2 separate regions of the Manis pentadactyla genome follow, and region 2 is linked to region 1. A link is a contact called in public Hi-C data. All regions are on one chromosome and are shown on one strand. The core of a region is the stretch at or near the end of the contact, and the rest is flanking DNA. Distances in the headings are between cores, read along the strand shown.

Evidence for each region. A called contact is a pair of places that touch in the nucleus more often than the background predicts.
Region 2: a contact with region 1 is called in a Hi-C map of fibroblasts, with 3 times the contacts expected there. The contact joins the promoter of DTX4 here to the promoter of LOC118909719 in region 1. A contact is called at or near these places in 2 of 3 Hi-C or Micro-C datasets (fibroblasts and skin fibroblasts).

What each region holds. Positions count from the first base shown.
Region 1 is chr9:17,220,073-17,225,159 of mManPen7.hap1, reverse strand. It overlaps LOC118909719 (olfactory receptor 5A2), which reads right to left and starts at 2,674. Exons shown (of 1, transcript XM_036880464.2): 1 at 1,724-2,674. The coding sequence starts at 2,674. The coding sequence ends at 1,724.
Region 2 is chr9:17,923,978-17,929,064 of mManPen7.hap1, reverse strand. DTX4 (deltex E3 ubiquitin ligase 4) reads left to right here and starts at 2,326. Exons shown (of 9, transcript XM_057507050.1): 1 at 2,326-2,385.

The sequences.
Region 1 (5,087 bases), core at 1,425-3,924:
GATTTATACAAAACTGACTAATAATAATGCCTAACTGGATAATAATATAGGCTGACATTTACTGATATTACCATATACCAGGCACTGGGGTAGGTCCTTTTCATGCGTAGTCTCACTTAATTGTTGTATCAATTCTATGAGGTAGATGCAGTTACTATCCTCCTTCTACAGATGAGAAGAACAGACTTATAAGCAACTTGTACACGGTCACATATGCACAAAATGGCAGACGAGATTAATCAATAATCACAGGTCTGGTGACTTAAGAATACTGAACAAACACTCTTAACCAGTCTTGGCTATAGTCTCTACAGACCCACTTTCCAGAGCATCAGAACCATTACAAAGATCACATTTTCTGCCAAAATAAGAAAATGTCTTCTATTCCTTTGGCTCAGATGGTGATAAATCATTATAGAATAATAATATGAATATAATAATAATTAATAATAACAGTAATAAAACACTAAAATATAAAATGTGTATTATATTTAGTAACATATATCCTACATTATAATATATAATTTATATAAATATATACAAATAAAAATAACATATTAAAATATAATAATAATACCACCACCTCTTGAACATTTGCTATTATGACATGATGCACTATTCTAAGTGTTTACATATATTAACTCACTTAATTCTTTATAATAAGCTTACGCGTCATTACTATTATTGCCCCTATTTTACAGATGAGGAACTAAGGCACATAGACCCCCAAGTAACTTGCTTGGACACACAGGCAAATAATTATTTACTCATTTACCACCTATCCGAGAAGGACCACAGCTGACTAACTTTATTCCAGTCCTTCACTGCAAGTTCTAGGACACATAGTTTCTGAGAAAATGTGGAAAATCACTCTCTTCAATTCCTGGGCTAAATTCTCCTCTAGAATGTATCACAAATTTGGTTTTCACCCCAGAAGCTTTCACCCCAAATGGAGGTGTGCTCCTCTTCTATAGATTTGTAAGAAACTTTGATTATTGCTTAGAAAGTTGTTACTTTGGACATAAATGACAATTCCTGGAGTTTGTTTTAATCATTTTAGTGACCACTTTTCATGGAACTGACTGATTCAGGCATGAGGTTGTCCCATTTGTTCCCTAATCAGTTTTCAGTCTCTTTCCTACCAAACGCATCTAAAGAGTCAGCTCCATGCCCCTGTTAGTCACGGTGACTCGCCACAGTCATAGTTTCCCAACAGCAGAGGGTGTCTGCCTTGTGGTGCTGACACGCCCTAAAGGAAGCTTGTTAGAACCTCACAAGAGGAGAAGACAAGTGCTTTTAGAAAGAGTGTCCTCCTCCTCAGGCTATTATGCTATATATTCCTATCCTACCTTAAGGATCACCACCCCTGGAATGCTGGACTACCATTTCTTCACTGTTTTCCTCCTACAGCCACAAACTATTTTGATATTCCAGGTTGTTCAGTCTTCGCCATGGTGAAGTTTTCTGCTAAACTGAGCATTTATCATCTCAATCTACACACTGCTATTCATTCTAGCAACCAGTAATGGCCCAACTGTTTTCCAATAACAAAAGGTAAACCCTTTAGGGGAATATTGGAAAAGGGGAAAAAAACATCCTGGCCAACAGAAATCATTATGTAGATCACCGAGTCCAAAACTACATAAAAGTCCGCACAATTGGCCCAGCTCACAGCTTCACGGTGAAAACCTAGCTTGTAAACAATTAGCTCAGGGTCAGAAAATCAGAATGCCTGTGAGAAAAGCGCATGATCCCTTTCCACAACTTTTCTCAGGGCATTTTTAATCTCCTTATTCCTAAAACTATAGATGATGGGATTTACCATAGGGATCACAAAAGCATAGAATATGGACACCACCTTGTCCTGGTTTAGGGAGTAGATGGAACTCGGTCGCATGTACATGAAGAAACCGGAACCGTAGAAGAGGGTCACAGCAGTCAGGTGAGAGGTACAGGTGCTGAAGGCCTTGGTCCTGCTTTTAGCTGAGCCCTTCAGGACAGCAGCCACAATGTAACCGTAAGACATGAGGATCACAAAAACAGAGACCACCCCAACAGCAACGCCCACCGTGAAGTTCACCACCTGGCTGGTGAAGGTATCAGAGCACGACAGAACCAGAACCGGAGGAAGGTCACAGAAGAAGTGGTTGATGGTGTTGGGCCCACAGAAGTCATGCTGATAGACAGAGTATGTTTCAATCAAAGAACTGAGGAATCCCCCCACATAGGCCCCAGCCACCATCTTCACACAAAGCGCATGGGATATGAGGGCTGTGTAGAGCAAGGGGTTGCAGATGGCTATGTACCGGTCATACGCCATGGCTGCCAAAAGAAAGCATTCAGTCAGCCCCATTCCACAGAACACAAAGTACTGCGTGGCACAGCCAACAAAGGAGATGGTTCTCTGCTCTGTGAGGATGTCCGAGAGCATTTTGGGGGCTGTGGAGGTCACATAGCAGATGTCTAGGAAGGACAGGTTACTGAGGAAGAAGTACATGGGTGTGTGGAGGTGGGAGTCCATCCTGATGAGGGTGATGAGGCTCAGGTTCCAGGCTAGGGTCAGGAGGTAAATCCCCAGAAATGACACAAAAAGGAAAATCTTCATTTGTGGATGATCTGAAAATCCCAGGAGGATGAATTTTGTCACAATTGTGTTGTTCCTTCCTATAGCCATAGACCACTTCCTGCATACAGGAAGGAGGCAATCTTGTGATAGTTAGATTTTGGTTGTTCTTTTACAAACAGCTGATACGAAGCTAACGTTCTAGATCCAGCCACCATTAGGCAAAGCCTTCTTGGAGGAAGTCAGCCTATGATTAATCTCTTGGTACTATTTGAAATCTGTATGCCATGTATCTTGTTGACGGGAAGAGAATCAGTCTAATAAAGTAGAGAGTCACTAGGAGTCAGTAATCTAAATTTTGTCCGCTGCACCATCCCTAACTCCCTGGGGCCTGTGTAGAAGTCACTTCGCCTCTTTAGATCTTCATTTTCTCAACTGAGAAATGGGAGGGTTGAATCAGATGAGTCTCAAGGTTGCTTTGGACTTGGGTTTCTTACAGATTTTTAGACTTTTTGATGAAAATATAAACTCAGGTTAACAATAAAGTTAGGAATTCTTTATATTTCATACATTTATAATTAATATGAGATTCCACAAAAGGAGCCAAATACAGCAGGCTATAATATTTGACATATTCCATTGTGAGGGAGGAAGTCCAACCCAAAATAAAAATGATCCATTCTTTTAAGTAGTAAAACTAAAAAATATATATATAGCACATAACATAGAAATGTATGTACTTATAATTTTTATATGTAATACATATGTTATACATACCTACATGCTTGCTTAAACTAGAAATTTTTTTCTCATTATAAAATAAGGTTTTATATAAATCACCTCATAAAATGCATCAAAAGATCAAAATGTGAACTAACCCAATGAGCACCATTTGGGATATGAACATACCTCCATGGGGGGAAGGGGAGCAATGTCAGCAATGACTGAAATTGGGTGAGCCATGGTGGTCAAAACAAGTAGAAACCAGTATTTCCTAAGCAAGGAAAGCTGCAGACAGTTAGATATTTAAGTATAACATTTAAGGATAGGCAAGGGACAACTTTAATGTCATCAGGCCAGACTAGATTATCATTTCTAAGACATGAAGTAAGCCCATGCATATTTTACATTAAGAAAGGCAGGCTGGCACTGACATAAGATCAAAATGAGGAGATACAGAAGGGTGTAAAAAGGCAGAAAGTGCCCTAGGGAAGACTCAGTAGTAAAATTGAAGTTGCTGGTATTTTATCATTTTATGGAATTTGATTCCCCATGCATGTTTGCAATCAACTGTGACTATCTGATTGTGTTTATCATTCATCATATTAATAACTGTTCTACATGAACAAGAAAATGTAAATCAAAACCACAATGAGTTATCACTTCATACCTGTTAGGATGGTTGTCACTAAAAAGACACGGATAACAAGTGTAGAGAAAAGGGGGACCTCATACACTGTTGGTTGGTATGTAAATTGGTGCAGCCACTGTGGAAAATTATATGGAGGTTTCTCAAAAAACTTAAAAATAGATCTACCAATGTGATACAGCAATCCCACTTCTGGGTATGTATCCAGAGGAAATGAAATCACTGTCTTGCAGAGATATCTACACCCCCATGTTCATCACAGCATTATTCACAATAGCCAAGGTATAGAAACAACCTAAATATCCATCCATGGATGAATGGAAAAAGAAAATGTGGGAAGATAGATAATGGTATATTATTCAGCAATTAAAAAGGAGGGTATCTGTCATTTGCAACAATATGGATGAACTTGAAGGACATTATGCTAAGCGAAACATGCCAGACACAGAAAGGCAAATTCAGCGTGATCTCACTTATATGTGGAATCTGAAAAAGTCACTCATAAAAATAGAGTAGAATGGTGTTTACCAGGGGCTGGGGTGGGAGCAGCTGTGGGGAGGAATGGGAAGGTGTTGGTCAAAGGGGATGAAGTTTCAGTTATTCAGGATAAGTAAGTTCTGGGTATCTAATGAACACGTGGTGACAAGCATTAACATTACTGTACTGCATATTTGAGGTTTTCTAAGAGAATAGCTCTTAAATTACCTTCTCACCACAAACACACACACACGGTAACTATGTAGAGGTGACAAAGTTATTTAGCTAGATTCTGGTAATATTTTCACAGTGTATGCATATATATAAAAATATCAAGTCTTACACCTTAAATATATGTGATTTCTGTATGTTAACAGTGCCTCAATAAAGTTGCCTAAGTAAATTTTTTAAATACTGCTCCTAGCTTTGTGTTTTCTGAGAATTTTAAATCTCCCCACAATCAGTCACTAATTGAGCAGCCAGAACTAAGAGCCAAGACTACTCTTCACTATGACATGAATCAACTAATCCTGCCACAGAAGAAATAAGATGTTTCTTTTTGTTTTGGTGTGTCTAGCCTTAATGAACTTTTCCCTACCAGGAAGTAAGCTACTCAAAGGCAGGCAAGGAGTTCTGTCTGTTCTTTTTATTGACCTGAGCCCCTAGAAGTGTCTAGAA
Region 2 (5,087 bases), core at 1,077-3,576, 700 kb before region 1:
CCATCCTTGAAGCTGCCTGGAGCTACATGGAAGAGACTAGTTGTCCTCATCAAGCCCTCCCCAAATTGCAGATTCTCATGCAAAATAAATGTTTTCAGCCACTAATTTTGGGTTGGTTTGTTACAGAACATAGGTAATTTTTAAAAATGACTTTTGGTGAACATTCCACAGAAAAAGAAGAGAATGGCTTTTCACTGAAACTTGGTGTTAAGCAATGATGGCATTTTTTTTCTTAAAGTATCATCAAATTATACCTTTGAACAATTCAGACTTGCTTCCTTCTAATCAGTCTTAATAAGTGGGATTTTATTATAGCTGCCACGTTCCCATTTACAAATTGGGCACATCATTTGATTAAAGATTATTATGCCACTTATAGGTGGAAACAGGAGGCAACTGGGGAGATACAGTCTGGATACTCAAATGGAATGTCTGAAGTTTTCAGGGGCTTTTGGTACAGATTCTTTGAAATTAAGACTGTTTTAGAAGATCTAAGATGTGTAATCAAACTATTACTATTATTATCCACACATAATTATAAGTTATAATTTTCAAATGGTTTGTTGTGAATTATAAATTATCATAGCTTATCAAAAACACACATCTTGCAACTGTCACTGATCACTAATGTCAAGTCATCTGTATATTCACCTCCTTCTGCAAATGAATCAGGCTATCTACAAACCCCTTTGTGTGTCATTAGGCATTTTTGTCTGCTATAATATTCTGCCATGTTTAACAAGGAAGACACAGGAAGAACGGATATAAAATCAGGCTGGACATAGCTAGAAGCCAGTGCCTTCCTGCTTCCCATTTATCTTTCAAACAGCCTGTCTAATGTGTTAATAGCCCTCTTATCTGTTTTAGGCTTTTTCACCTGGGAATTTCTGGTTTGGCTGGTCAGGTGTTGTTTTCTGCCTGGTACTTCCAGTATACCCTTATAGCATCACTAATAGCATCTGGATCTGTCCTTACTTAGATCATAAGGAAGTTTCCAGAATCTTCATACCCTTGGTCTCATGATTGGAAATAAAAATGAAAATAACTCAGTAAAACTTTCAATTTATTTTTTCAATTCTAGTTTTGTTCTTCTAAACACTCTGTTTTGCATTTTCTCCCTTCCCTCCCTTCCCAAGGAGACAATTTTACATTTCCACATACTTTTCCTCATATTGCATCACCTCCTTGTCATATAACATATGTTATGAAACAGGCATTTTATTTTTTCGAGCCTAACTAAATTTTGACTACCAATTTCCCTTCTGGCTAAATTTCTACCCTGGGGAAAATTGCTTAAATTCCCTAAATTTTGTCATTTGGAAAAGGGGAATAATAATGGCTCTTGAAAGGATTAATTAATTCATAATTATTAGAATAAAATTATAAAATTCATAATTATAGTAAGTTAATTAATAATGACTCTTGGTAGGATTAATTGAGGTATTCTTTCCCTTTTGTCTACCAATCCCTGAAATCTAATGTTCTAATGAATGGTTTGAATGAGTTGGATTGGGAGACTGGCCTTAAGGAAGAGGCTGACTGGACCTTCTGGAGTTCATGCTGCAAAGATTTCTGGGCCAGTGTGTGAGCAAGAATGGAGCTCAGAAGTAGCCTCTATCCTGGTGCTTTTAGAGGCCCAAAGAAGAGCATGTATGACTTTTTTTCTTTTGCTTTCTGTTTAGAACTCCAGGAGGAGGGATGAAAAAGATCTAGAAAAAATAACGAGAGGAGGAAAGAAAGTTGTAATTCAAGGAAGAGTGAGAGAGGGAAAGCAAATCTTCCAAGACAAGAAGGATCATACGATATTATGAAAGAAAATGATTATTTCAGAAAGATTCACAATCCCTGTCCCTAAATCATCATCTATTTTTATTTTTCCTGGATCTTCATCACATGAATTGTCTTTTGTGGTTGCAACCTCAGCAAAATAAAGTTTGTGTTCTCTGGCAAGACTAACTTATAATCCCGACGTCAATCTGCCCTTTTAGATTGTTTTCCACATTAACTATTGATGACGAAAATGACTAAGTCTAGCTTGTGTCTGTCTTGAGTCTCATTATTTTGGTTGTGGAAACCCTGCAGAATAAATCAAGTTAGCATGTGTTTTCTGGACTACAGTAACGTTGAAGCAGGCCAGAAGAAACGCATTTGCTCTCTCCATAGACGATATAAATCCCTCATTCACCAGATTGTTGCATCCCTTTGGACTGGCTGGCTCTCCATAGCAGAGGCTGGAGTTGAGCAATAACCGGAACGCGGCCTCTGGCGGCACGCGTCCCCTTGGGCCAGCAGGGGGCGTGTGGGCTCCAAGAGCACCGGCCCGAGCAGCCAGGGGGCGTGGCTCTGCATCCTTGATGGACAGCTAAGGATGCGGGCGACGATGAGGTAATAGAGCCGGAGCGAGGGGGGAGTCGGGGTGCGGACTAGTGTGTGCGAATGTGAGTGTGGGGGTGCGTGCACAAGCCGGAGACGCTGCAGGTCTCGGAGCTGGCACTGCGGACATTGACCACGCTGCCTTAAAACAAATAAGAAAATACCATTCCTGGGAGGGAGGCTGCAGAGTTGCGGCCGGTAACAGCTGCGGTCCCAGGGCCGTGTGATGGCGGGTCGCTTTTCGGCGTCTAAGGACTGGGGGAACCCCGGCAGACGCGGGTTTGTTTCGGCGCCCCGCTCGGGAGGGCCGCTTCCTTCTGGAGGCGACTGAGCAGAGACACAGGGAGGGCGAGCTCTCGCCCGGGCGGCGGAGGTGGGGCGGGAGGGGAGAGGGGAGGAGAGCCTGGCGTGCCATTCCGGGCGCGAGCGCGCGGCCAGATCCCACCCCGGCGTCTGCAGAGCCCGAGGCGCAACTGGTGTGCGGGTCTGGTCCTCGCCTCGCCGTCAGCCCCAGCTCGCGGCCGCCGGGGCTCCCCTCCCCGCCGGGTGGCTTTGCAAGGCGGGGGCCTGTTTGCAGAGAGCCGGGCATTTGCATGAAGCGGCTCGACCCCCCGGCGCAGCGGCAGCAGCGGCTGAGCCCGGAGGCGGCGCGCGGTCGGAGCCAGGCGGCCCCGGTCTCCGGGCCCCGGTGGATGCGCGGCTGGGGAGCGGCCCATGGGCCCGAGCTGAGGCTGCCCGGGGCGGCAGGGCGCGGGGCGGGGAGCGCGGTCGAGGCCCGGAGGCGGCGGCGCAGGAGGAAGCGGAGGAGGACGGGCGCGCCGGGCCCGGGAGGCAGGCAGCGCAGCGCCGCCGCAGCCCCGGGCTCATCATGCTCCTGGCCTCGGCCGTGGTGGTCTGGGAATGGCTGAACGAGCACGGCCGCTGGCGTCCCTACAGCCCGGCCGTGAGCCACCACATCGAGGCGGTGGTCCGCGCCGGCCCGCGCGCCGGGGGCAGCGTGGTGCTGGGCCAGGTGGACAGCCGGCTCGCGCCCTACATCATCGACCTGCAGTCCATGAACCAGTTCCGCCAGGACACGGGTGAGCCGGCCGCCCCTGACCCGCCCGCGCCCACCTCCCCTCCCTGCCCGAGATCTCCCACTTCGAGAGCCCAGGGCCACCCAGTCGGCGCCTCCGCGCAGCGGTGTCACCAAGAGGTGGTCGTGGAAGGGGCGCTTTACACCCCACGATCCTGCAGTGAACGTGCGTGCAAGTGGTGTCAGTGTTCTGATTATGCTCACCGAGCTTCAGCCCAGCCCTAGGGAACCCTCCCACCTTGGGCCCCTTTTAAGCTCGTGGTGGCCCCAAGTCCTACCATGTGGAATTCGGGGGCCTCCCCAGTCCACAGACAGTGCATACTCCTAGGCTCATCCCTCATACATTGGCCGACCCTGCTCTGCTTCAGGCACCCCTGGGCCTGCCACAGGTCCCCCTCATCACCCACCGCTGCCTCGGCGCCCTGTGGGGGATGCCTTCCCACCGCTGGGCCCCGGGGGTGGGGACTGGCGGGAGGAAGAAGGGATTCCCTGGAGGCTCTGTCTGTAGTCTGGTGTGGGAAGGGCCGGGCCCGCCCGCGAGGAGAGACTGGAGTTGCGGGATTCCAGGGCCCGAAGCACCCTGGAAGCTGTGGCACTGGCCGTGCCGCGGCTGGGGCGCTCCAAGCGCCGAAGCAACAGGCCAGAGCAGATGGAGAGCGGCGGGGAGGGCCAGGCTCGGGATGCCGGCAGGGGCGCCGCGCCCCTTGTCCGCGGAGGAGGAAGATTCCGAAGGAGATACTGTCGCCACGCTTCCTCCCAAAACTGTCCCCCGTGAGGGGCACTGTGCCCTCCCAGAGCACTAAACCCCTATCTTTTTGTGAGAACCAAGCTGCCCCTGTGGCCACCCCAATCCCACTTCCCAGCTGGCCAGTCTTTCCAGGTCCCAGTAAGGAGGAGAGCCTGCAGGGAGGTCTGGGTGGCCCGTGGTTGGTGGGAGGGGTAGAGCAGAGGTGCGTCTCTTTCCTTGGCCTGGGGTGTTCAGGCGTGATTGAAGACCTAGGACACATCTGACTCTGCAGCAGTGTCCACGGGCATGGGAGCTTATTTCTGGAATTCAGGCTGGGCTTTGCCAAGAGTGTGACCAAAAGCCTGGAGAGGCAGGTGTTGTGGGGAGGGACTCGAGAGGATGGCTGGGGGAATCCCAGAGGGCCAGAGAACAGCTGTTGGAGCAGGGCATCTCAGCCTCCCTGGAAAGCCCCCACATCCTGTGCGCTAATTAGGATTGTTATGGGAAAGATCTTTCCACCCTGTGTCCTCATCTTTAGTCATAACTCCCAACAACCTCTTTGCCAAGGACTCTGCAGACACTGGCTGACTGAGTAAAGCTTTCGGAGGAAAGGATTTCCAAAGTTTTGGCATCTGGAGGGGCTTAAACCTTGGTGGGAAGGGGGCTAGGAGAGGCCAGAGGGAGAATGTGGGGATATTGAGGAGGATTAAATGTGGCTGAGGGGGAGGGACAGAATGTCATTGTGCAAGTTGGACAGAGGTTGCAGAGGCGGAGGCATCAGCAGTAGGGGGTGGTGTGCAGGAAGGTAAGGGAGCTGAGCCCTGGAGGTGGGACCTGAGAGACAAGCAGTGCAAACACTGGGAATTCCTGTCTTGCTAAGAATAAACCGGCAGGTATTAGTGTTTCTACTTC